Regions from separate parts of the Bos taurus genome. Here region 1 is linked to region 2. Evidence: chromatin contacts called from public Hi-C data. All regions are on one chromosome and are shown on one strand. Each heading gives the region's core, a stretch centred on a gene start, on an enhancer-like site or on the middle of the called end of the contact. The rest is flanking DNA. Distances are from core to core; before and after follow the strand shown. Region 1 overlaps SUFU (SUFU negative regulator of hedgehog signaling). Region 2 holds the start of NFKB2 (nuclear factor kappa B subunit 2).

Region 1 (6,968 bases), core at 3,869-6,368, 190 kb after region 2:
GGGTAAACAAAATACATTTGGGCCAACTCTTTGTCTCCATGATTCGGTAGAGGAAAACTGATGAATGCCGAGTGTTGCTTGAACCTTACGCTGTGGTGGCTGGTGACAGAGCCAAGAGAAGTCAGTGTTTTATTAATTTATCTCTTTTTGGGTTGCTGGAGATGAGGCCCACCAGAAAGCTCTCTGGCTTAAAAGTTGATGTTTCAAGCAAATGGCCCATAAACACGTGAAAAGAAAGATGTTCACTTCATAATAAGAAAAACACAAATTAAAGTTAAACCACCCTGAGGTACCACTTCCCACTTGTCAGATTGGCAGAAATCCACATTTGATCACATAACCTGTTGCCAAATTGTGAGGAGGCAGGCACTTTCAGGCATTCATGGTGGGATGCAAAATGGTGCTCTCTCGGTGAAAGAGAACATATCACTGTCTAGCAAAATGCTTATCTACTTACCTTTGCTATAGCAGTTTCACTTCTAAGAATCCAAGACACAGATGCAAAAATAGGAAAAGATATTTACAAATGGCTACTAATTAAAGCATTTTTTTTACATGTTTGGAACGTTACACATTTGTCATAACTAGTGCAGGCATCTTCTCACAGCAGTAGTGGGGGGTCCATGGGAAGACAAGGAAATTTGTGCATGCTTTGTTATGCCTCTGCTTCCATTTGCTGCTGTCCCCTGGGCCAGTGTAAGCCCCTGGCCAAGCCTACAGTCAGAGAGTGAAGGGTCTACCAGGTTTTACAGATAAAATGCATATGTTAATTGGGACTACCAATGCAGTCAGTTTACCATAGGGTAAAGTACAGGTACTTGTAATTCATACAGCATGGTTTATAGATTTATTATCTTGGTTATGTAAGTAGAATACACTGTGTTAGCAAGATGTCTCTTAAAATGTATAAATCCAACCGTTTCAGATATTTCAATATATATTAAGGAGTTATGTTTAAGAATATGTATGCTCATCATTCTATCTGTGCAATAAAAGATTTGGTGGTAATAAGGATAACACTCTTGAGGATAAGCAGTGGAACTGCCTCATGCAGAAGGCCAGGCAGTGGCCTCAGAGTTGTTACTCAGAATGGCAGGCAAATGTGTCAAAGCAAAGAAATTTCTTTTTCACATAGCCTAAAAAGTTGTTGAATATTCAGGGATATAGAATCAAATATATGGTAATGTTGTGACCAAAATAAAACTACAGCCGCTGCAATCTTAAAAAAAAAAAAAGAAATGTGGAGAAAAATATGTATAGTAAGTTATTTATATAAGAAAACATGTTTTTCTTTATATGTTTTAAGTGGAAGGATAAACTATTATTTTTTAAATGATGATCTATGAAAAAAGGAACAGAATGTAGAGGAAGCCAGATTTCTCTAAATAGACTTTGTTTTTAGGTTTTTGACTTTGGAGTGATGTAAATTTTATTTAATTACAAAGCAAACAAAAAAGCCTATAATATTACCAAAATACTCCTTATAAGATAGAATGTGATTGATCTATATTTCGCATTGTATAAATTTGGTAGTTTATAACCAGATGTATTTGATCCTCATTCAGTTCAGTTCAGTTGAGTCACTCAGTCATGTCCTTTTTGCGACCCCATGGACTGCAGCATGCCAGGCTTCCATGTCCATCACCAACTCCTGGAGCGTGCTCAAACTCGTGTCCATCAAGTTGGTGATGCCATCCAACCATCTTATCCTCTGTCGTCCCCTTTTCCTCCTGCCTTCAATCTTTCCCAGCATCAAGGTCTTTTCCAATGAGTCACTTCTTTGCATCAGGTGGCCCAAGTATTGGAGCTTCAGCTTCAACATCAGTTCTTCCAATGAATACTCAGGACTGATTTCCTTCAGGATTGACTGGTTTGATCTCCTTGCTGTTGGTCCTCATTATATTCTACAAAAGCATTGAGGAAATTTGAGTAAGAAAGTGTAATAATACAGTGAAGATTTCTAGATAAGAAGATTGTCTTGTTTGCTTTGTTTAAAGATTGTTAATGCATATCAGTAATGGAGAAAATGACATTACTACCTAATATTGAAAAATGAAAGGTGTCTGTCTTCTGAAAAAAATTATAAAACAAAAACCAAAATGAACATTTTTCCTGTGTTGGTTTTCTGTGCTATAAAACTGATTTTCACAAAGTTAATGACTTAAAACAACACATGTTTATTATTAGTTTCTTTGGGTTAGTGGTCTAGACCTAGCTTTGACAGGTCCTCGGCTTAGGGTCTCACAAGGCTGATATGGAAATGGCTGCAGGCTGCATCCTTATTTGGAGGCTATACTGGGGAGAGATTGCTTCCAAGTTCCCTCAGGTTGTTGGCAGAATTCCTTTCCTTATGGCTGTAGGATTCAATGCAGCTTGCTTCTTCAAAGCCAGCAGTGCAGTCTCTGGTGTGTGTGTGTGTGTGTGTATCTCAACAGTCCTTTTTTTTTTTTTTTTTTAAGAGTTTTCACCTAATTCAGTCAAGTACACCAAAAATTATCTCCCCTATAATTAACTCAGAATCATTTGTTTGGGCCTCATATCCATTAGGATGGCTACTGTTAAAAAAAAAAAAAAGAAAAAGAAAACACCAGAAAATAATGTGTTGACGAGGATGTGGAGAAACTGGAAACCTCATGCACCACTGGTATGAATGTAAAATGGTACAGCCACTGTGGAAAATAGCACAGAGGTTTCTCGAAACATTAAACATAGAATTACTGTATGGTTAAGTAATTCCACTTCCAGGTATATATCCAAAAGAATTGAAAAGCAGAGTCTCCAAGAGTTACTCATACACCCATGTTCATAGCAGCATTATTCACAAGAGCCAAAAAGGAGAAGCAACCCAGTGCCCATCCACAGAAGAATGGATGGATAAAATGTAGTGCATGCATACAGCCTTAAAAAGGAAGGCAATTGTGACGCTTTCTACAACATGAGTGAACCTTGAGGACATTATTCTAAGTGAACTAAGCCTGTCACAAAAGGACAAATATTGGATGGTTCCATTTACATGTGGTACCTGGAGTAGCCAGCTTCACAGAGACAAAAAGTAGATTGGTGATTGCCAGGAGCAGGAGAGAGTGGAGAATTGGGAGTTGTTGTTTAATGGGTACAAAGTTTCAGTTTTGCAAGAAAAGAGTTTTGGAGATTGTTTGCACAACAAGGTGGATGTACATAATAATATTGAATTGTTCACTTAGATTGTTCAGATGGTAAATTTTATTTTATGTGTATTTTAGTACAAGAAAAGAATTTAAAAATCAAATGATTAGAGATCTTAATAATGTGTAAAATCCCTTCACTTTCATATTCTCTTGGAAACCAACAGGTTGCAGGTCTTGCCCACACTCAAAGGGAGAGAATACAGGATATGAACACCAGGTGGTGGGGAATCATGGGGACTTCCTTAAAGTTGACCTAAAAATTCAAAGCAAAATGTAGCAAACGAAATTCACAACATATCCAACTAGAGAAAAGCCTGCGCAGCAATGAAGACCAAGCACAGCCAAAAAAAAAAAATCTTTTAAAAAAATCTGTGTTCATAGTAATACTTAAAAACGTAAATAAACAAGGTCCTGCTGTATAGCATAGAAGCTATATTCAACACCTCTGATCTTGAATATATCAGTGTCAATATATTTATGTATGTATATATATAATCAGTATATTCGATATATATACATATATGTATAACTGAATCAGCTTGCTGTACAGCAGAAATTAACATAACATTGTAAATCAACCAACTTCAGTAAAATAAATTTTTAAGAAAAGGCAATCAAACCAGAAGAACCTCATTTGATCATCTTTTTAGAAGATACGACCATTTATCATTCTGAAAACTAGCAAATAAAGGAAAAGAGCCACACATTTGATCTGCCTTTCCTGTAAAAATTACCTCAAGATAACTTTAGAGATGATTTCCAGCTAAAAAAGCTATAAAGAATGATAGAATCGTGTTTGCAACCTTCCAATGAAATACTAGATCTAGCTAGCGTCATCACTGTCTGCTAACATCACAGTCTAGCTCTAAGCTTTGGTGTTTACAAGAAACATCAAGGGACAGAGCAGCATGCTGAATAACACCATGGGGATGCAAACAGCAAAATTCTGACTGGGAAATTCTACTGGACAAAAAACCTGTTTCCTTCAATAAGGAGAAAAAAAAAAAAAAAAACTTTGAGATTAGAAGGCTTAAAAAGTAAACCATCTAATGGGTTAGATTCCTGGGTTGGGAAGAGGAGGAGGGCATGGCAACTGGAGGAGGGCATGGCAACCCACTCCAGTATTCTTGCCTGGAGAATCCTCATGGACAGAGAGGAACCTGGTGGGCTACAGTCCATAGGGTCACAAAGAGTCAGACACGACTGAGTGACTAAGCACAGCACAGCACGTCTAAATACACTGTATGGTCCTTGTTTGAATAGTAATTTGATCAAACCAACTGTCAAAGACATTTATGGAAGATCAATTTGAACAATAACTTTGATATGTGATAATCAGAAACTACTGTCAAATTTTTTAGGTTTGATGCCTGTAATTGTGGTTATGCTTTTAAAAGTGTCCTTACCATTTAGAGATCAAAACTAAGATATTCATGGGTGAATTGATATAATATCTGAGATTTACTTCAAAGTAATCATATGAGGTTAGGGTGGAGGCTGGGGGGAGTGGTTATAGATGATTTAGAACTGCCCATGAGAGTTGATAATTAGTATAGCTAAGTGATATTTGGGAATTTATTGTATTATTTTCTCTACTTTGGTTGAAAATTCACCTTGACAAGTTGTTTGGTTTGTTTCTAAGCCTAAGTTTCAGACCAGGAGTCGCAAAAAAACATATGAAATATTTTAATGTAATTTGGAGAGATTTGAAGTACAAAGCTGTACGATGGGCTGGCCAAGTCTTAGCAGATTTAGTAAGAAAGAACTCCTTGAAAATTCTCTTCTCTAATACTCAGGTCACCACTGTACCGAAATGCTTTCCTTTCTCCTGTTTCACTGTGGTTGGTGGTTGGGAGAAGGGTTGAAGTTCACTCGTTTTGGTTTGATTGATTCACCAGTTTCCCCTGCTGCCTGACTGCATCTGGTGACTCACTCAGGAATGACTTCTTCCTGAGAGTACTAGGGTGAATGAAGCCTGAGCTCCACCCCAGGCCTGCCATTGAATGGTTCCACCTTGCTTACATCTGAACTCATAGCTGGGATGAGGGCAGACATGTTTTCTTAAATGAGGATGGCACTTGAGAGAAGACTTGCTTTTCTCACCTATGTAACTTCTTACCTGGTTCCAGAAGGTTTCTCTCTTCATATTCGTTGGAAACCAAACGCTTTATGTACATAAAGCCTGGGCAGAACCAGGTTCTTCCCCTGAAAGGAACTGGAGCCACATCCTGTCTTCACCATCCTCTTTGCTGAAGGAAAAACAGAGATGGTTGTTTTATCTGCACCTTCCTAGCCTGTGCGTGCCAACGGTACACCTCTCTCCACTCCCAAAGCAAGTGCAAAATGACAACAAAGCAAAAAAGTACCTTAGAGTGTCCCTCCAGGCTTCCAGACTTCTGCAAAGGAGCAAAATGCCCTTCCTCTGGAATTCAGGCAGAATGAGGTCTGTGCTAAAGTTCTTTGACTCAGAGATACGAATGCAGCTTTGTTCCATAGTAAGAGTGCTTCTCCTCTGTTTATCCTAACAAATGTGAATAGCAGGTATGTGTGGTCGTCTTCACCTGGGCTTGTCAGGTGGCTGGTCTATAGCTGTGTATACAGATCTTAGATTTTAGACCTTTTTTCTTTTTTTTTGAAGAGAACAGCTGACTTTATTCTTAAAATGATCAAATAGCAAATGTTGATTGTCAAAGTATCATGAACAAAATCACTTAACAGGTCTTGCCCTTGTCCCCAGAGATCTTGTATCTCAAAGAGCATAAAAACAGCCTATTAATAGAAATTTAAAATAATATCCTAAGATTTTAGACTTCTTAAGAGCAATGTTAACCCTGAGCTGTAAAGCAGTAAGAATGCTAGAAGTGCGGGTAAGAACCAGTGTACAGAAATAGGACCAAGAACAAAAGTTGCAAGGGAGAGAAAGGGGATTGTTTTTATGTAACTGACCATAACCACCAAGAGAAGAAAAATAAAGTAACAGGAAAAGTTTGAAATCTGTGGCAACAGGACCAGCATCATCAGTCTGGTTAATTTAGAAGGTGGAGCATTTGTTTAAGAAATTAAAAGCTTAGATGGTGAAAGTTCCACTGGTGACATGTTAGATGTGAGCCAAGGGTGGCCCCCTAGCTTCCTGGCTGGGCCAGATCTGTGTCACTGCACACAGAGTTCCTGAGGCATTTCTGAGGTATCAAGGAGGAGTTCTTTCTGATTTTATTTTTTTAAGTGTATTAATAATATGTAAGTACATTTTTTGAGGCTAAAAATTCAGATTCTACAGATAAAGCCCTCCTTAACCACACAACCCAATCTCAGGCCCCTCCCTAAAAAAAGTCATTTATCTGTATGACCATCTAGACACTTTTTTTTTTCTGTGTATTCACCTTCTTCTAGGTACCTAAAGAAATGAGATGGGTTTACTTTTTTTTTTCCTTCTTTAATGTAAGTGAAATGATACTGTTCTTCACAGATAGATTTTTCAATTAACAGTATGTCTTGCAGATCTTTCCATGTCAATTATGAAGTTTATCTATTTTTTTCCTTTTTACTGTTGCCTATGATTTGGTAGCATGTTTAGGCCATCATTTAACCATTTTCTTAGTGATGCACATTCAGGCTGTTTCACTTTTTCCATGATCACAAACAATGCACCAATGCTGCAACCATCCTTGTTCACTCCTCCTTGGGCACATGTTCTGCTGTAGGGTAGATGCTAAGAAGTAGAATGATTGAGTCAAAGGGAATGTATCTTTATTAATAGTTTCTGCCATGTGGCCCTCTACAGTGACTATGCTAGTTTACATA
Region 2 (6,765 bases), core at 748-3,247:
CAAAGATCTCAACTAAGACCCAGTGCAGCCAAATTATATATCTATATCTTTAAAGTAAGCGGACATTGGAAACTATATAAAAAGGTAATTTCTTACATCAAAGGCATTTGAACTAATAATTTTGGATGACTTTTCAACTCTAATATTCCAAACTTCCGTGATCGATGAGCAAGACCTGAGTTTCCCAGATAAATACCTCCTTTCCCTTATCCTCGGAAGACTTCCTGAGCTCAGGTCTGAAAGTCTGGCCAGCTGTTAAATGTTCTGTCATTTACAGAACAAGCTTCAGGTCCAGACACTTTCTTCCCGGGAAGATTGAGAGTATTACGGAGTCTCCATGAGGCTCCAGAGGGGCCACCAGATGGCACTCTAGAACCTACTGCAAGATCAACTTCCTTCCTCTTCCTCTAAGTCTTCCCGGCAGCCGGGCCCGCTCCGGGCGGGACCAGAGGGCTGAGGCATATCAGCTTCCCCCTGGGGTTCCCCGACTTCAGAGGTGGCCGAGCATTAGGCGGAGCATAGAACCGAGTAGCAGCAGGGGCTTCCAGCCGGCTTGGACAGGCCTGGGTGTGAGGAGACCGGAGCCAGGTCCCTCGGCTGGGGAATGGCGCTCGGTCAGCGGATCCCGCAGCGGGTTGGCAGAGCTAGTGCCTGTCTGAGGGTCATTCTCACTCTGGCTTCCAGAGCTACACAAATGTTTCTCCTCCAAGGGGCGCCCCAGAGTCACTCCCGATTGGTTGTGTAAGTCCAGGAGTTAAACTTTCAGCCAATGAAAAAGGGCATGGCGAGTGACGCACGGAAACGTCACGGGAATTCCCCCCTCCCGGGGGCGGTAAAGGGGCTTTCCCGGCTGCAGTCCTGGTGGTGGGAGAGGTGTCGCGACCCGTCCGAGGTGGGTCCGGCCGGGAGAGAATCCTGAACCGGAGCCGCCGCCGCGGTGAGTGGCCGGGTTCAGACCCCTGGGTGGTGGGACACCGGCAAGGGTGGGAGGAGGGTCCTTAGCTGACCGAGCCCTAGAGCTGAAGAGCGGCATCTGCGCATTCAGAGAGCGCGTATACGAACATGACACGCGGATACACATCGATATCCTTGTACAAAGACACGGGGCGTACGTCCATCTACACGTATGCCCGCAGATGCACAGGATCGTCCATGCACTCAGACTCGCACACACATGCATACGCAAAGCACACTCACCCGTGCACAAGTGCCTGGACACACACCCTCCACGCAGAAACTCAACGACAGGTTCACCTGTGCCCTCAGATACATGCTGACATGTGTCCACACTAATAAGTTTAAGGACTCTCACCTGTACACGCATGTTCACGTCATGCACACAATGCGCAAGCACATGGGCTGAAACATAGACACCTGTGATGTACCTATGTTACATACGGCCATGGGACAGGGGCGGGGGAGGTGCACCCAAAGCAGGTGCGGTGTGGGAATCAACGACTGTTGAGATTTTCGGGAAGAGAGAATGGAGGTGCCCATCCCAACACCCCCTCTGGCCCCTTGGCCTCAGAGACTGCTTCTCGGGACAGAACCCCGGGGCCCTCTACTCGGAAGAGCCCCCACCTACAGGCCTTCGGGGAGGAGGCCTTCCTACAGCAGGAATGTCCCCCCAAAACCCCCCGGGGTGAATCAGCCGTGGCCTCCCTGAGGGTAGAAAATCCCAAGGTTGCTCCAGGACGGGGGAGGGGAAGGGGGAGAGGAGGGGCCGGGCCCCGGACTAGGAGCTTCCTCCGGCCTTGAAAGACCCCCAGTCCCCGGCGCCGGCCCTGGAGAGAGGGGGGGGGGCCCCCAACCCCGCGGGGCCTTCCCTGGGTCTGATTGCCCCTCTGCTTGCAGAGACGCTGCCGGCGCCCTCTGGCCAGCGAGAGGACCTCACGCCCCTCCCGCCAGGGGGCGTGGCCAGTGGCGTCATTTCCAGGCCCGCCCCCCTGGCCCCTCCTCCCCCTGGTATTTTCGGGACTTTCCTAAGCTGTTCTAACTTTCCTGCCCCTTCCCCGGCCTGGCCCAGCCCAGCTCCGGATCTCGCCCTCCACCGGATCCTGCCCGCCACACCCGGACGGGTAGCTGGAGGAGATCGGACCCTCCCCTAAATTTGGGCCCCCCTCTCCCCCCAACTCCCGTCCTGATCTGTCTCTCCCTACACCCGCCACTCCTCCCCACCTAAGGCGGGCGCCTGAAACTCTGGGAAACAGAACCCGGCCGAAGCCACCGGACAGAGCCGGGCCTAGCCCAGAGTCATGGACAGTTGCTACGACCCAGTGAGTCACGCCGCCTGGCTCCAAAGCCTGCCGGCCACCCCCTGTGCCTGTCTGCTTGTTTGCCTGCCTGTCCTAGTCCCTTCTACTCCCTTACACCTCTAATGTCCTCAGATTATTTCACCCTGCCTGTCAGTCACTCTCTGCAAACTGCTTTCAGTAGGAGCTTTTTTATGGGCCTGCCTAGGAGAGGGGGTGATTGCTAATGCTTTAGAGAGCTGAGAGGTGGGGGGTTCTGGGGGTGGCTCAGAATCAGCTGCCATCCCAGTCTGTCTCCATACCAGGGTCTGGATGGCATCATTGAATATGATGATTTCAAATTCAACCCGTCCATTGTGGAGCCCAAGGAGCCAGCCCCAGAGACAGGTTAATAAGTCCCCTGACCTGCCCTTGTCTTGGAGGGAGGGGGAGGGAGGAGGAGGGAGGAGCATGTGGTGTGTGCCCTCTGTCTTGGGAATGGGCTCAAAGGTCCTGGCTCAGCAAGGCTCCTCTGTCCCCAGCTGATGGTCCCTACCTGGTGATCGTGGAACAGCCTAAGCAGGTGAGCAAGTAGAAGGGATGGTGTGGGATGGCTTCAGCTTTGGGGGCAAGTGGGACAGTTGTAGCTGGCTGGCCACAGGGAGGGTAACTATCACAGAGCCACTTCAGGTTGGGATCGTTAGCAGCTGCTGATCACAGTGGCATTATGGTGATTCAGGATACACACGTCTAGTCATTATGGTCACTGCTGGCTGGGGATATGGCTGGTGAGGGGGGATGTTTCTCCTGGTCACAATGTCACTCTGCCCTGGCACCTTCAGCGAGGCTTCCGATTTCGATATGGCTGTGAAGGCCCTTCCCATGGAGGACTGCCAGGAGCCTCTAGCGAGAAGGGCCGGAAGACTTATCCCACTGTCAAGGTGAGCCAGAGTGGTGCTGGAGGGTGGGCTAGTGGACAGTGTGTCCATGGGCATTACTGACAGCCCTCACCCCTCACAGATCTGTAACTACGAGGGACCTGCCAAGATTGAGGTGGACCTGGTAACACACAGTGACCCGCCTCGTGCCCATGCCCACAGTCTGGTGGGCAAACAGTGCTCGGAGCTGGGGGTCTGCGCAGTGTCTGTGGGGCCCAAGGACATGACTGCCCAGTAGGTGTCCGGTGCCCCCTACCCTGGTCCCCACTGGTGTGCCCCTTCATCGCTTGCCAGTCCTAGGTCCCAGCCCACCTTTGTGAGCTTAGCATCTGACCAAGGGGAAAGACTCTGGTTGGCCCCAGAACCCAGGGCCCCAAGTAAAAACTAGAAAAGCTTCCTAGAGGAAGTAGAGCAGGGCCAAGCCTTGGCAGTGGGGAGGGTGCCTCAGGAGGAAAGAACTGCCTGCAAGGCCCCTGACTTCTCCCTGCCCCCACACAGATTTAACAACCTGGGTGTCCTCCATGTGACCAAAAAGAACATGATGGAGATTATGATACAAAAACTTCAGAGGCAGCGTCTTCGCTCCAGGCCCCAGGGCCTTACGGGTATGGGGGATATGGAGGGAGTCATGGGAGGTGGTCATGGAAGGAATAGAGGAGGAGTCCAGGGGTCACATGTATGCCCACTGTCCAGAGGCTGAGCGTCGAGAGCTGGAGCAGGAGGCCAAGGAACTGAAGAAGGTGATGGATCTGAGCATTGTGCGACTGCGCTTTTCTGCCTTCCTTCGAGCCAGTGATGGCTCCTTCTCTCTGCCCCTGAAGCCAGTTATCTCCCAGCCCATACATGACAGCAGTGAGTATCCTGACCACCTGGGGTGCTGGGTCTGGGTGCCACAGGTAGTGTGGAGGGCAGCCTCGAACTGTGGATTTGAACTTGGCCCCACCATGTATGAGCTGAGTGATCTTGAGGAAGTCACGTCCCCTCTCTGAGTAAATGAAGATACTGGCAGTTCCTGTGTCTCTTGGGGTTGTTAAAATACAAAGCACCTGGCTCCCTAGTTGGGGCCATGGCTATTGTATCATCTCAAGTAACTGATATGCCATCTCCATAGAGTCTCCTGGAGCCTCAAACCTGAAGATTTCTCGAATGGACAAGACAGCTGGCTCTGTGCGGGGTGGAGATGAGGTTTATCTGCTCTGTGACAAGGTGCAGAAAGGTGAGGCTGGAGCCCAGGCTGGGAGCTAGCGATGGGTATCAAGCTTGGGGAACAACACAGCTTCAGGACAAATGGCCCTATAGATTCAATTTTCCCTGTAGATGACATTGAGGTTCGGTTCTACGAGGATGATGAGAATGGATGGCAGGCCTTTGGGGACTTCTCTCCCACAGATGTTCACAAACAGGTACCCTAGGGCCAGGGCTGGGGCTGGGCTCAAATTAAGTCAAGACCTTAATGACACCTATGTCCTCCTTCCCCCTAGTATGCCATTGTGTTCCGGACACCTCCCTATCACAAGATGAAGATTGAGCGTCCTGTAACCGTGTTCCTGCAACTGAAACGCAAGCGTGGGGGGGACGTCTCTGACTCCAAACAGTTCACCTATTATCCTCTGGTAGAAGGTGGAGCTGGGCTGAAGATCCCAGGGGGGCTGGAGACGGGGGCTTGACTGGAGGGTCCCAAGAACTAGATCAGGGGACCCATGAGTGAAATCAGGAGTAGGGAATGTCCCAGAAAGAGGTGGCCCTAGGAGCCAGCCTGAGGGTTTTTGGGGGAAAGGCCATTACCAGAGTGGGACAGGGCTCTTGAGGCTGGTGCGAGTTGGGGTTTTAACATCTCATTTCCCTCTACCCCTAGACAAGGAGGAGGTGCAGCGGAAGCGGAGGAAAGCCTTGCCCACCTTCTCCCAGCCCTTTGGGGGTGGCTCCCACATGGGTGGAGGCTCTGGGGGCTCGGCTGGGGGTTATGGAGGAGCTGGAGGAGGAGGTGAGGTGGTGCTGGTGGCAGGAAGGGCAATGGAGGAGGATGGGATAAAGGGGAGAAAAGTTGTGGGGAAGAAATCTGGGAGAGTCCTCCTGGTGCCCTCTCCCCACAGTCCTGCCTGTATCCACAGGTGGCAGCCTCGGCTTTTTCCCCTCCTCCTTGGCCTACAGCCCCTACCAGTCGGGCGCGGCCCCAATGGGCTGCTACCCGGGAGGCGGGGGTGGGGCGCAGATGGCCGCCGAGACGCCTAGTGTGGATGCTGGGGAGGAAGCAGCAGAGCCGAGCGCGCCCCCCGGGACGCCCCAGCGCGAACAGCAAACCCCGGAGCTGCTGCATCGAGGTATGACCTCGGGAATCCCAGCGGTCGGGACGCTGTGGGTGGGGACCTAGTCCACACCCACGCCCCCTGTCACCTCCAGCCCGGGAGTACAACGCACGCCTGTTCGGCCTGGCGCAGCGCAGCGCTCGAGCCTTGCTGGACTACGGCGTCACGGCGGACGCACGCTCGCTGCTGGCGGGACAGCGCCACCTGCTGACTGCACAGGATGAGAACGGAGACACGTAGGTGGGCGGGAGAGCGGGCGGGGACCAGGGCTCCGCGCGCCGGTGGAAGGTCGTGGGCTGTGGGGCAGGAAAGGAACCTATAGAGCCAGGGTTCCGGAGTTAGGCAGACCCAGTTTCAAGTTCGGCCTCGCTACGCTCTAGCTCTGTTCAAGATACTTAAATCTCTGTAGACTTTAGTTTTGTCGATTGCTTAAGGGGCACAGTAATAGTACGCACTTACCGCAAAAGGTGCGCGGAAGGATTTACTTTCGTGGGCTGGAGAGATTATGGAGGTGGTGGTGTTTTGAGAGTAAAGCATAACGAGTTGCTGAGCTTCCTAAGCCAGAGTCTCACCCCCCTCAATCCCTAGGCCACTGCACTTGGCCATCATCCACGGGCAGACCACCGTCATTGAGCAGATAGCCCACGTCATCTACCACGCCCCACACCTCGGCGTGGTTAATATCACCAATCACTTGCACCAGGTGAGGGGCCTCTATTGGTGAGGGGGAGGGGTTGGAAGTCAGGTGGGTGAGGCAAGGAGCGGGCCTGGCTCACCCTGCCTGCCTCCCCCAGACGCCCCTGCACCTGGCAGTGATCACGGGGCAGACGAAGGTGGTGAGCTTCCTGCTGCAGGTGGGCGCAGACCCAGCACTGCTGGATCGGCATGGAGACTCAGCAGTGCACCTGGCACTCCGGGCAGGTGCCAGCGCCCCCGACATGCTGTGCGCCCTGCTGCGGAGTGGGGTTCCTGCCATGCCCCAACTGCTGCATGTACCCGACTTCGAAGGTGAGTTCATCACCTCATCTGAACCAGCGGGCAAGAGTGGGCACCAGGGAGAGGATCTGGGGAGTGCCTACAGTGGACGTGAGGTGTGGAGGTCAGCTGGTCAAGGGCTCACATTAGGGGCACAGCTGCAGGCTGAATACCCTGTGTCACTAGGGCTATACCCAGTCCACCTGGCAGTCCGTGCCCGAAGCCCCGAATGCCTCGATCTGCTGGTGGAGAGTGGGGCTGAAGTGGAGGCTGCAGAGCGGCAGGGGGGCCGGACAGCCCTGCATCTAGCCACAG

Evidence for each region. Hi-C and Micro-C count contacts between places; a contact is called where the count stands out from the background.
Region 1: a Hi-C map of liver shows a contact between it and region 2, with 2.1 times the contacts expected there. The contact joins the enhancer-like site here to the promoter of NFKB2 in region 2. A contact is called at or near these places in 2 of 11 Hi-C or Micro-C datasets (liver and skin fibroblasts).

What each region holds. Positions count from the first base shown.
Region 1 is chr26:23,200,518-23,207,485 of ARS-UCD2.0, forward strand. All of the region lies in intron 2 of SUFU (SUFU negative regulator of hedgehog signaling), which reads left to right. Among named protein-coding and RNA genes, the nearest start is that of TRIM8, 62 kb to the right of the region's middle. Within about 2 kb of position 5,119, at least 10 of the 102 cell types and tissues checked have an H3K27ac peak or open chromatin away from gene starts, as enhancers often do. A contact at or near this core is called in liver, where this site is marked.
Region 2 is chr26:23,017,575-23,024,339 of ARS-UCD2.0, forward strand. It overlaps NFKB2 (nuclear factor kappa B subunit 2), which reads left to right and starts at 1,998. Exons shown (of 22, transcript NM_001102101.1): 1 at 1,998-2,276; 2 at 2,558-2,639; 3 at 2,774-2,814; 4 at 3,074-3,172; 5 at 3,252-3,403; 6 at 3,668-3,774; 7 at 3,863-4,021; 8 at 4,281-4,385; 9 at 4,487-4,572; 10 at 4,651-4,789; 11 at 5,025-5,153; 12 at 5,281-5,490; 13 at 5,570-5,711; 14 at 6,064-6,178; 2 more. The coding sequence starts at 2,256. LOC132343951 (a long non-coding RNA gene) reads right to left here and starts at 5,301. Exons shown (of 3, transcript XR_009492987.1): 1 at 1-5,301.